Regions from separate parts of the Cricetulus griseus genome. Here region 1 is linked to region 2. A link is a contact called in public Hi-C data. All regions are on one chromosome and are shown on one strand. Each heading gives the region's core, a stretch centred on a gene start, on an enhancer-like site or on the middle of the called end of the contact. The rest is flanking DNA. Distances are from core to core; before and after follow the strand shown.

Region 1 (5,386 bases), core at 1,636-4,135, 75 kb before region 2:
GACCTTGACCATGGCCCAGATGTATTAACCAGAATAATTAATGTTTATACAAAGTTAACATAAACTAAAATAACTGGAATTTTATATGTCAAAAATAATTGCCATTATGTCTAAAATAATCACTATGTTCTGGCAGAAATGAATGTTTCAAGGTCACTCTGACCCTCATCTGACTTTGATGTAAATTATGGACTTTGTGGGTTTTACATATAAAAATGCTATATCCCTGAGCTTGGGCACGAAGAGACTTTGAGGCATGAGCTTGCTCTTCATCTCCAGCCAATAAAAGACTTCTATCCTTTGAATTGGTTTAATCTGTGTGGTTGCCTGTATCTTTCTTGAGTGGATTATTAGGCTTAGAAGGTGGAAGCTGAAGGGGGCAGAAATTCAAGGTCATGAACCATATAGTAAATTCAAGTCCAGCCTGGGCTACATAAGACTATCTCAAAGCTGGGCATGGTAGCACATGCCTTTAGTCCCAGCACTGGGGGAAGCAGAAACAGTCCAATCTCTTTGAGTTCTAGGCCAGCTTAATCTACAAAGTAAATTCCAGGAGAAGTCGGGACGGGACTGTTACTTAGAGAAATCCTGTCTCAAAAACAAGCAAAAACCCCAAAGCTCTCACATGAGGGCAGTAGGTTCTCAAGCAGGAAATAAGTCAGGATGTATGTACCCATGCCCCTGATTGGATGTAGGCTGAAGGTACATCAGGATGTACACTTGCCCCTGCTTGGACCTGATGGGAAATACTTAAACCCCTGCAAAACTTGACTCAGGGCCATCTTCAGGAAACCTAGAGATGGACCTGGTCAGAGCCCATCCACTAGGCCTGTATTTAATTAAAGCTTGCTTCAAATTTGGCTTTAAACTGTGGTAGTGGTTTTATTCTCAAACTGTGAGTTTAAAAACATGAAAAATGAGGTGAAGCTTTTATCTACAAGAGGAGGAGGGGCCATCCACGTAAGGATTCCTGGTGATTCATCTTCAATGAAGCATCCAGAACTGTCATGTTTCAGGTTTTTTGAGTCAGGGTTTCACACCTGAAGCCCAAGCTGACCTCAAACTGGCAGAGATCATCCTGCCTCTGCCTCCTGAGCACTAGAATTACAGGCATGATTTACCCTTCCCGGATCCATCCTCCATGACTGAGAAATAAAAAAAAAAAAAATTGACTGCTGCTTAACTAGGCCAGTTGGTGGGCCTGGCATCCAGCAGCCTCAGTTGTTAAGATTTCTAAGACAGAATGCAAAAAGCAGAGTCTGACCTTCAGCAGACAGCCCTGTATTTATTAGCACACACAGCAAGGGGCAGCCTCTCTCCCGTGGGAAATTGAGGGGTCTGCCAGGGGGAAAACTGTGTTTTATAGGCTTGGGGTGAGGGACTTGGGAAAAAGAAATTGTTACAGCCTTAGCCCACTGTCCTTTCCTGCCTGCAGTCTCTCCTTCCTGAAATTGTTCGTCCAAGGCAAGGCAGACTTTACCTTGGGAGATAGAATGTCTCTACAGACATGCCTTTCTGCACTGACAGATAAGATTGAGCAAGGTCACCTGTAATCTCATAGGAATCCTGATTTACCACGGAGGCACTCTGTCATTAGCAGAGAAACAAACGCAGTGCCCATGGAGATGCTGGCCAGCCTGGCTGTGTGCACTGGTAACAGATGGTGAACTACACTTGCCAGTTTGCACCTAGCCATTTTTTAAGTTGTATGCACAGAATGGCATTTAAAAGCCTTGTATATCTCTTTACAAGGAACAAGCAGCAGAAAATACCCTCCAAAGCTGGCATGGAGTGAGCAAGTGGCTGTGCCCAGTTAGGAGAGGGGTTCAGTTTTTCGTGGGAAGGGTTTTTTTTTTTTATTTAGCTGGCATTGTATTGTTTGGGGCTTTGTGTTTTGGTTTTCAGGGGTTTTTTTTCTGGTTTGCCTTGTAATTGGGACGAGTTTGAGGAGGGCTGGAACTGTTTCTTTAAGGTGAAGGGACAGCATGAGTAACCTTGAGAGAGTCTGAGATATCATCATCTCATCCACCCATTCTTGTCCACCACCCTGAGCACACACAAAACGGTGATTGTCATTTTGAGGGTTTTGTTTTGTTTTGTTTTTGTTTTTTTTAAGCAGTAGTTCCTATTACATTCGAGGAAGACCTAGGCCAAACAATGTTCTCTTTTTAAGTAAAAAAGAAAAGAAAAAAGAAAACTCAAGACCTCTTTGGTAGGAATCTGGAATCTGCTCTACTACAGCTGTGTTGTAAATCTGTTTTCTTAAGTCCTTAATTAACGCTTCCAGAAACTGGGCGTGTTTTCATTTGCATTCCGAAACAGAATTCTGACGTGTTTGAACATTGTCTGCTTGGATTCAAAAGGAAACTGTAAATTTATACAGTCTGTTTTTTTTAAAAAAAAATTGTCAATTGCATCTTAATGAGTCTCCGCAGTGAAGTGCCCCACCCCTTCTCCCATCCCCCACCTACTGACCCGGCCCTCCTCTGCCAGGGCCCCCCCTCACTTCCCTCCTCTTCCTTCTTTCCTCCACTTCCCATTCCCCTCCATTTCACTTCCCATCTACCCTCCTTCCGGCTCTATTTTCCATCCCCCCTTTTCACTTTCCAAGCCTGCCCCTCCTCCTCCTCCTCCATTTCCCAGGCCCTCCCTCCCAGCCCAGCCCCCACCTTCACTCTTTCCCCCCTTTTTCTTTCCTCCTCCTCCCCTTTTCCTGCTCTTCCTCTTCGAACTGTGTGCATTCCAGCTGCAGCCCCGCCCCTTCCTCCCCACCCCGCTCAATTCCCCCCTCCCCTCCCTTGCCAGCTCTTCTGCCCGGTTCCCAGCCAGGCTCCCAGAGGGCTGGCGAGCGCATGCTTCCAAAGGTCACGTGGTCCCTCCGCCTCCCCGGCGGGGGAGGGGCGGCTGCAGAACCTGTTCTTTGTTAAGAGGTCAGAGCCTGCGCCTGCGCTAGCTGGGAAGGAGCTACCGAGGATCTTCAAAGAGCTGCGCAGTCTCGGCGCCCCGCCCCCAGCAGGGCTTGGGCTGTGATGGTTGGGCTCCTCAAAGGCTGCTGGGTTCACCGCCTCCACAGGGGATGGGGACCTTCTGGGAAACCCAGAGACCCTGTGAAACAGGGAAACTGGAGAATAGGGGGTCTGCTTAGCCCCCGCTCCTGAATGCTCAAATGTGTAATTGTATCTAAAGATCTTTTCCCTGTGCAGAAACATTTTCCCATCCAAAAATGGCAGTTGAGGGGGAGGGGAGGTGGGTAATAAAACTGAGCTTGCTCTGTGCAAGCAGTTGAGCACTGTGATTAGGTTACATAGCTGTAAAAATATTTTTCTAGGTCACTAGATATTTTTCAAAGTCAGACTTTGACTGAAGGCAGTGGAATTTTCTGTGCCAGAATGTATTAACCATTCCTAATTGCAGGGAATTACTGTTTCATAGTTTTAAAACATGGGCGAGGGACCTAGCTCTGTGGGTTGTATGCTTGACTAGCATGCCTGAAACCCGGGGTCGGCAGCACTGAATTCTATTTGAGCGTGGTAGCACACACCTGTAATCACAGCGCTAGAGAGGTGGGGGCAGTAGGAGCGGAACTTCAAGGTCATCCTCGATTATACAGTTTTAATTTTGTTATGCTTTGTTGTTACCTCTTAGAAGCCTGTTCTTTTCAATTGAGAGCCATAAAGGGAGTGGATCGGAATGGAAGGGGATATGGAGAGGACCTGGAAGGAGTAAAGGGAGGGGAAACTGTAATCAGGATACACTGTACAAGAAAATCCGTTTTTAATAAAAGGGGGAGAAATAAACAGACAGATTTATAAGAAAATTACCATTAAAAAGAAAAAAGTTTCCAGCCTGAGATATATGAAACCTTGACTCAAGACAATAAATAAAAAAAAAAAACTACAATTCCTGGGCAGGGGGTTACAGCTCAGTAGTAGTGTACTTGCCAGGCACTCAGAAGTGGGAGAGTGTGTAACTGTGTAATTATATAAGTAGCCTTTTCCTCTATAGTTCTCAATGTGACAAAACAAATATAGGTCAGGGATAGGCATGTTTACCTTGCCTGCATGGATATTTCTGGTTTAGTTTGGTTTCGTTTTTAAGCTTCTATGTATATCCTGTATACAAATGCTACCTGGGTACACTTGTGCCATGGCATACATATATATGAAGGACAAAAGACAATTGGGTTTTCTGGTTGTTGTTTTTCTCTCTAACTCTGTGAGCACTGGGATTATAGATGTGGGATACTCTGTCCATCTTTTAGTGGATTTCAGGGACCTGAATTCAAGTCCTCTTGGCAAGCACTTTAAACACAGTCATCAGCCAGGATTGGAATGCCTGGCTGTAAATGGGTAGAGTTAAAGGAGGAAATACTGACCAAGTTTCCAATAGTTGAAGGTGACTGACCAGGTTGTCAGGAAATAGACAGTTCTAAACATCCCAACATCCCCAGGCTTTGGAAGAAGACTTTGAAAGAAGCTCTCTGGCCACACCTTTGAGAATCACACTCCATGAATGGCCCATAAAGCCTAAGTGTTTGTAGTGGGAGGTCAGAAAAATTCCCTTCTGTTGTGTTTTATGATAAATACCGTGCTTCATATACAAATGCACATTTAATCAGAATGGTCAGTAACACTGATTCTATGTAAATAGAATGCCAATGTGTGAATAGCACAGATTTCACTATGGTGATATAAGACTTGGGCATCCAGTCATCCAGTTGCCTCCTGTTAGTGTTGAATTTCACAGGCCTCAAAAGTTCAGGGCCTGCCTTTAGGCAAAGAGTCCAGCAAGTGTGTAATGGGTGAGTCACTGAACTTGTGTCGCCTCAAGTGTGTTGTTATTTCCAAGCTTTCCCAAGTTATTTCTACTTCAACACTGAATATTTAAAAAAAAGAATTACTGTTTCCATTACTTTTCTATTGCCATGACAAAATACCATGACACAAGGCAATTTATAAAAGAAAGCATTTAATTTGGGACTCACAGTTCAGAAGGTTAGAGTCCATGAACACCATGGGGGATGGCTTCAGGCAAGGAGGCATAGAGCTGAAGCAGGAGCTGAAAGCTTACATCTTGAAACACGACAAATCAGAGAGAGCTAAGCTGGAACAATAGGGGCTTTTGAAACCTCAAACCTTCTACCAATGACACACCTCTAGGTGGAATTTTCTGTCTTGCCTGCCAGCTCCCAAATAACCACAAGGAGACATTAATTATGAAAGCTCAGCTGATCGCTTAGGCTTGTTCTAACTAGCTCTTATAACTTAAATTAACCCATATTTGTATTAATCTATGCTCTATCACGTGGCTTTTACCTCTATCCCACTTTGTGTTTCTTACTCATTCTATGTCTGGCTGGCTTCTCCACCCTTCTTTTTCCCAGTGT
Region 2 (5,937 bases), core at 206-2,705:
TTTCTCTGTTTCTGGCTTATCTTCTATTCTCAACAGTAATTTTGCAGACTTCCATAATTTTGATGAACCCAACTCACTTTTTTTCTTTCATGCTTTTGGTATTATATCTCAAGGCACCACTGTTGATAAAAGAATAATCTCGGTGTTGCACAAAGGACCACATGAACAAAGTGAAAGCAATTCAGTAAGTCGATTTCTTTTTGCAAAAAGTGCAAGCACGCGCCCACGCGCGCGCACGCGCGTGCGCACACACACAAACACACACACACACACACACACACACACACACACACACACACACACAGTGTAGTTTACTCCTTTTCCTCTTCAGAGGGCACTAGCTGCTTCCTTTCCGTTATTTTCATGTTTTCTTCCACACCAGCACCTACAGCAAACAGCCAGAGTAAATAAATACAAGTTTAATTTTCCATTCATGTAGGAGAGAATTTTGGTAATTTTATTATGTAAAAAGGGGCCTGTTTTCTTGTCTTTAGGTATTACAATGATATGGTGGTTCCATGAGTCTTTATTACAAACACTTGACCTTAATTTTTTTTGGATAGGTTCTTGCTGTATATCCCAGTCTATATACCCCTGCCTCAGCCTCCCATCTTTTGGACCTTACCCATAGCCCTCTACCAACTTTCTTTCTTTCTAAAACAAAGCAAAACAAACATTTGGTTATTTAGTCAGTATTTTTAGGTGTGTGTGTACCTTCAAGAATTTATGTGCCTCACATGCATGTAGGAACCATAGGAGGATAGAATGACAGCATTGTCTATCCTGGAATCAGGGTTACAGGTGGTAGTGATCTGGCTTGTAGGTGCTAGGAACTGAATCTGAGTCCTCTGTACGTGCAGTAAACGCTCTTAATCGCTGAGTTATCTCTCCAAATCCCTAGCCCTTGACTGTCCAAAAGCAAAAACTGGGATTATTTCGATACCATATCATGCTGGCAAAGTAGAATCAAACCTCCACTTTGTTAGTCAGAGGAGGCCTGTAATAAAACCTGGTCACTCTGCTCCCTACATAGAAAATGAGATTTTTCCCTCACCACTTACCCATTTTTAAAAAATGATCATCGCTTGCCAAGTAATAGAAACATGCAGGGAAGCTTTTAACCAACTCCAGCTTGGAATTTCCAAGCACTAATTTGGACACATCAAACTGGGCAGGCTAGGTGGGTAGGGTTTGCTGCGCAGCTACTCGAGGGTCTGCGGTAGCCGAGAGCTGGCGACCGGGTAAAGCCTGAAGCTGTAATGATGTCAACTTGTTATTTACTTTCCAAATCTGAATGACTGAGCAAGGCGAAAGGAGAATCAATCAACCACAATGTGACCCTACAGGCGGAAAAAACGCAGCGCTACCACCAGCATGCAGTGGGGGAAGGGAAGCACGTGTAAACCGGGCCAGGGTTGCATCATGAGCGGGCTCGGGTTTTCGATTGCACCCTTCGTAATACCTCAGCATCAGTCTGCACGAGCTCAGGAGCCCGGGAGCTACGAAGGGCAGGCTCAAGGGAGCGCCACCAAATCCTTTGGGGTGGGGGGACTTGAATGGCAGCCGATAGCTAATAAGCCAGTGTTCTGCTGATTCACAATTATGGAGACTGTGTAAGTGTGTATTTTTTATTGATGCGCTCTAATAACGGTGTACCAACAGTCGTTTGACATCTTTGACGTTTCGCAGCAATATTTTGCAAGGTAATTTTGAGGTCCGCCTGTTTGATGGAGAACCGGCCCCTTAAAAACTCGCCTGGGGTTCTCCCCCTCCCTCCAACCATCAGAGCAACAAACGCCTAGTGTTCAAGGAAGGAGCAAGTGAGGTTAGAGTTTAAATTGCTGAGTGTTACTGGGCTCTTAGCACCAAGCTCATTAGAAGCCTAAGGGAGGGGCAAATTGATTTTAAAAATACTCAACAAGGCAGACACCGAAGGTGCTGAGGAGGAGGGCCGGATATTTATTTAATTGAATTAAAGCCGGGAGTTGGGGGGGAATTGTCACCAACGTGGAAGGAAGAAGCGCCAGGGCTGGGCCTTACCAGCCATGGCAACAGAAAACATTTTGCCAGCGCCTGCGGTTTCAGGCCTGGGGATGGGGATTTGCAGGTCTGAGGACCCCAGTACCCTAACATACCCCTCCCCAGTATATTTGTGTCTTCGCCTTGTACTGAAGCTAATCCCCTATGCATTTCAGATTCTTGGTTGGGAGGTGTTTTGCAAAGGTCATGGCTGCGCCCGAGTCTTCAGTTTTTTTTTTTTTTTTTTTTTTTTTTGTGGGTGGGCGTAAAGGCACGGGGGGTGCTTTAAATCGTTAATTTTGAAGGAGATGCTCCAGGAGACGGGTTGCACGAGGACCTCCTAGGCCAGCTGGGCGGCTTCATCTTTGAGGTGGGGGGATGGTAACACTTTTCAGCGGCTTGGGTTACCATTCCCTCCCCCAACCTGCAGGGTGGCCCTTGTTCCCACCCCCCTCAAAGCAACCTTGGAGTGCCAGGGTTTGGGATTGGGTATGTTTGTGGGGACCCTGTTCCCCTCATTCCTCTCGGAGCCTGTAGAAAAGGAGCTAGGGACCAGGTTGGGGCCCAGAGGGCAACGCTTGGTCTTCCCTCCTCCACCTTGGGCGTGGGGCGGAGTGGAGTGGGGGTGGGGAGGCTGTAGGGTGAAGAACTGTGCAGGGATGTAAGTCTCTTCCCTGTCCCAGGGGGTTGGGGGGGCTGGGTCTGGACTTGGTGGGTGAGGGCGGGCCTGGCGTCCTCGCCCTTAGTGGGGGAGGGGCTGCCGCGTGGGGACGCGGGGGGGGGGCAAGGCGCTGGGGAGGGGCCGGCGGGGACACGGTGGGGGAGGGGAGAGCTGTAGAGTACCTCCTCCAGGTGTCTGGGGAGAGCTGCGTGCTAGCGACCCCCCTTGGCACGTCTCGCAGCCAAGGTAGGCGCGCTTGCGTCGGCTCCCAGCGGAGGTCACTGGCCGTGTTGGTCCCTCCCGCCGTCCCGCCCTCTCTCGCCGCCGCCGCTCCCAGCCCAGCCCCCCCAGTCTCGACGCTCGGAGCGACAAGCCGCCAGCGCCCCCGCCCCGCCGCCGCTGCAGCGCCCTCCGGCCGCCATTCGCCACCGAAACTTTCCAGCGCCCGCTCTTCTCGGGGATTCAGTGGCGGACTGGGGGCGGCGCGCGGCTGCTCCGGGGCGCCTGGCCCTCGTCGGCCTCAGCGCGGCCCGGGCTGGTGACGGTGGACCCACCAGTACGCACAGAGCGCGGCCACAAGTTGCACGGCTCGCGGCGAGGTGAGTGCATGCCGGGCAGGGGCGCAAACTTCTCGGGCCGAGGGGCCTGGCGGTGGCCCTGATGGTGGTGGTCGGACCCCGGAGCTCCAGGAGGGGCAAGTTCCCGTGTGTCCCCCCCCAGGGCGGGCGCGCTCCCTGCTTTCTGAACAATACCTCCGGGGCGGCCGCTCCCCAAAGTGGCCGCGCGCGCGCGGGGGGCGGGAAAGGCCTGGGTGCGCCTTTGTTTTGGGGAGGGGGACAGGCAAGTTTAGGGAAGCGCTGCCTTTTAGCCCCTGAATCTCTTTGTCTGCGGCTCCAGAGGGGGCTGGCTGGGCTGACCTGAGTCGCTTTGAGACTTGGGGGCCGCGCGGGATCCCCTTGTGGGGGAGGGGAGCCTCATTCATCCTCGAGGCGCAGGCCGGCGCTCCCGGAACCCGGTGGACGCGCGGCGGCGCGCGGGGGAGAGAGGCTGGGGCGCCTGTGCTCAGTTTCCGAGGCACAAACTGTCAAGGAAGTCCGGGAGCCCCCTCCCCACATCCACTCCCAGGCTTCGTCTCGGGGACCAGGCCGGAGGGGGGGGTTGACACCGATGGAGGGCGGCTCCCGCGGCAAGGTGAGGGTGAGGGACCGCCTAGCGAGGCCTGGGGAGGGAGTAAACCTGTTGCTTTGGGGCTGGGGAGGGGTTCGCCATATCTGCCCTCACCCATATCCCCGTCTTAGGAATTTCCCTTACGCAGGGACGGATGCTGGGAGCGGGACTTTATGTGGGAGGGGTGCGCCTTTGAACATTGGTGATCTCCCGATTTTGTGACAACTTTAGGAGGCTGGAGGCCCGCTGGTGCTGGATGGGGCCTGGGCTTCATGTGCGCGACCAGTGCGCAATCAGGAGCTCGGGGCTTGTTTTTTTTTTTTTTTTTTTTTTTTTTCCTTGCTTTTTTTTTGCTTTTTTTTTTTTTTTTTTTTTTTTTTTTTTTTTTTTTTTTTTTCAGTGGCGGCGTTCTCAGGGCCCTCTGCGCTGTAAATTCCGCAGTTAGGGTCAGCTCCGACGAAGTGTTTTGGAGCAAAACCTAAAAAAGCTCCCCTCCCCCCAATCAAAATCTAAGCCTCACGCTAGTGCAAGTGTTTGTTTCTGTTCTGCTTTGGTGTGTGCGCTGAGCTAGTCCCTGGTTTAACTTGAAAGAGGGCACACAGGACTATGGAGGAGGAGTGAGCACCTTGTCCCCCAGGCGTCAGTTTAAGGTAGCAAATAGGTCTTGATGGTTCTATGTAATTTACCATTAGTCATTTCTAGAAGAACCATAGAAGAAATGAAAGAGTGTTGAGTGTAGATGGCACTTTTATTTTTAAAGGGATTTCGTGTCCAAGTGTGCTGCAGATTTTCATGGAACCACCCACCTGGGTAATTAGTGCAACGATGAAAGTTGAAGTTCACTTGATCCACTTATTAAAATGGCCCCCTAAAGCTTTTCAAGCCTTTAATCACACACACCTGTGGGACTGGCATGGGAGATTTGGGGTGTAAGGCTCCCATCTACCCCAGGATACCGTCTTACTCAGGTCAGAGAAATCCATTTTGGTAGTACTACTGAAAGAAAAAGGAAGGCATTTTACCCCTTTTATGGTATTGGGCCATAAAAGGAAATTTAAAAATTACTTTGGTTTTGCTCTTGGGTAAATGCTGGGTACTCTGCTAGGCCCAGAGAGTCACTAAGGCCTTTGGGGAGCATTGGAAATGGAGGCTAATTGCTATCCAATAAGGGTGGACTATCAGGATCCTTGGGGTGCTAACAATTGTCTTTGATCCAAGATTGTTGTGGTTTGAATAAGAATGGCCTCCATAGGCTCATGTATTTGAATGCGTGCTCCCCAGTTGGTGGAAATGTTTTTAGAAAAGCTTAGGAAGTGTGGCCTTGTTGAGGTTTGTGTATCATTGTAGGTGGGTTTTGAGGTTTCAAAGGCCCAGAGCATTCCCAGTTAGTTAGTTTAGTTCACTTTTTTGTCCGTGCTTGCGGATCAGATGCAAGCTCTCAGCTACTGCTCCAGTGCCATGCCTGTTTGCTGCCATGCTCCCTGCCATGATGGATGGTCATGGACTAATTAACCCTCTGAAACTGCAAGTCCCAATGAGGTCTTCCTTCTACAAATTGCCCATGGTCATGGTTTCTCTTCAAAGCAATAGAAAAGTAACAGAGAAGATTGGATCAGTCCAGAGAATTATAAAACACCTTCAAGTTTTATGCATTAATCTCTATGTCTTAAGTTTGTGTGCTTTAGTATGTATGCAGTGTAGGGCTACCAGTAGTGTGGTGTAGGACTGTGGAATTGTAAATTGTCCTGAAGTATGGATTTGTGTGTCCTCATGTATATGTAGATGTTTGTGCAGTTGTGCTTCTGGTTGCATGTGTGTTTGCATGGTGGCGGTCAGAGGTTGATAAGGGGTGTCTTCATGAGTTGATAGCTATCATGTTTTCAGGCAGGGTTTCCTCACAGAACCCAGAGCTCCCTAATTTGGCTAGACTGGCTGACCAGCAAGCCCTAAGGAGCCTCCTCAGTGTTGGGATTATAGACACAGGCTGTAGCACCCACATTTTACATGGGATTAAACTCAGGTTCTCATTGTACTGATTGAGCCATCTCCGTGAACACCATTTTTACATATCAGAGAGTCTGTGGTTTTAT

What was found. A called contact is a pair of places that touch in the nucleus more often than the background predicts.
Region 1: a contact with region 2 is called in a Hi-C map of fibroblasts, with 2.8 times the contacts expected there. The contact joins the enhancer-like site here to the promoter of LOC100755304 in region 2. A contact is called at or near these places in 2 of 8 Hi-C or Micro-C datasets (the CHO-K1 cell line and fibroblasts).

The regions. Positions count from the first base shown.
Region 1 is chrX:89,607,555-89,612,940 of CriGri-PICRH-1.0, reverse strand. No RefSeq gene overlaps it. Among named protein-coding and RNA genes, the nearest start is that of Claudin-18, 240 kb to the right of the region's middle. Within about 2 kb of position 2,885, at least 5 of the 6 cell types and tissues checked have open chromatin away from gene starts, as enhancers often do. A contact at or near this core is called in the CHO-K1 cell line and fibroblasts, where this site is marked.
Region 2 is chrX:89,530,776-89,536,712 of CriGri-PICRH-1.0, reverse strand. LOC100755304 (F-box-like/WD repeat-containing protein TBL1X) reads left to right here and starts at 1,455. Exons shown (of 21, transcript XM_035450130.1): 1 at 1,455-1,613.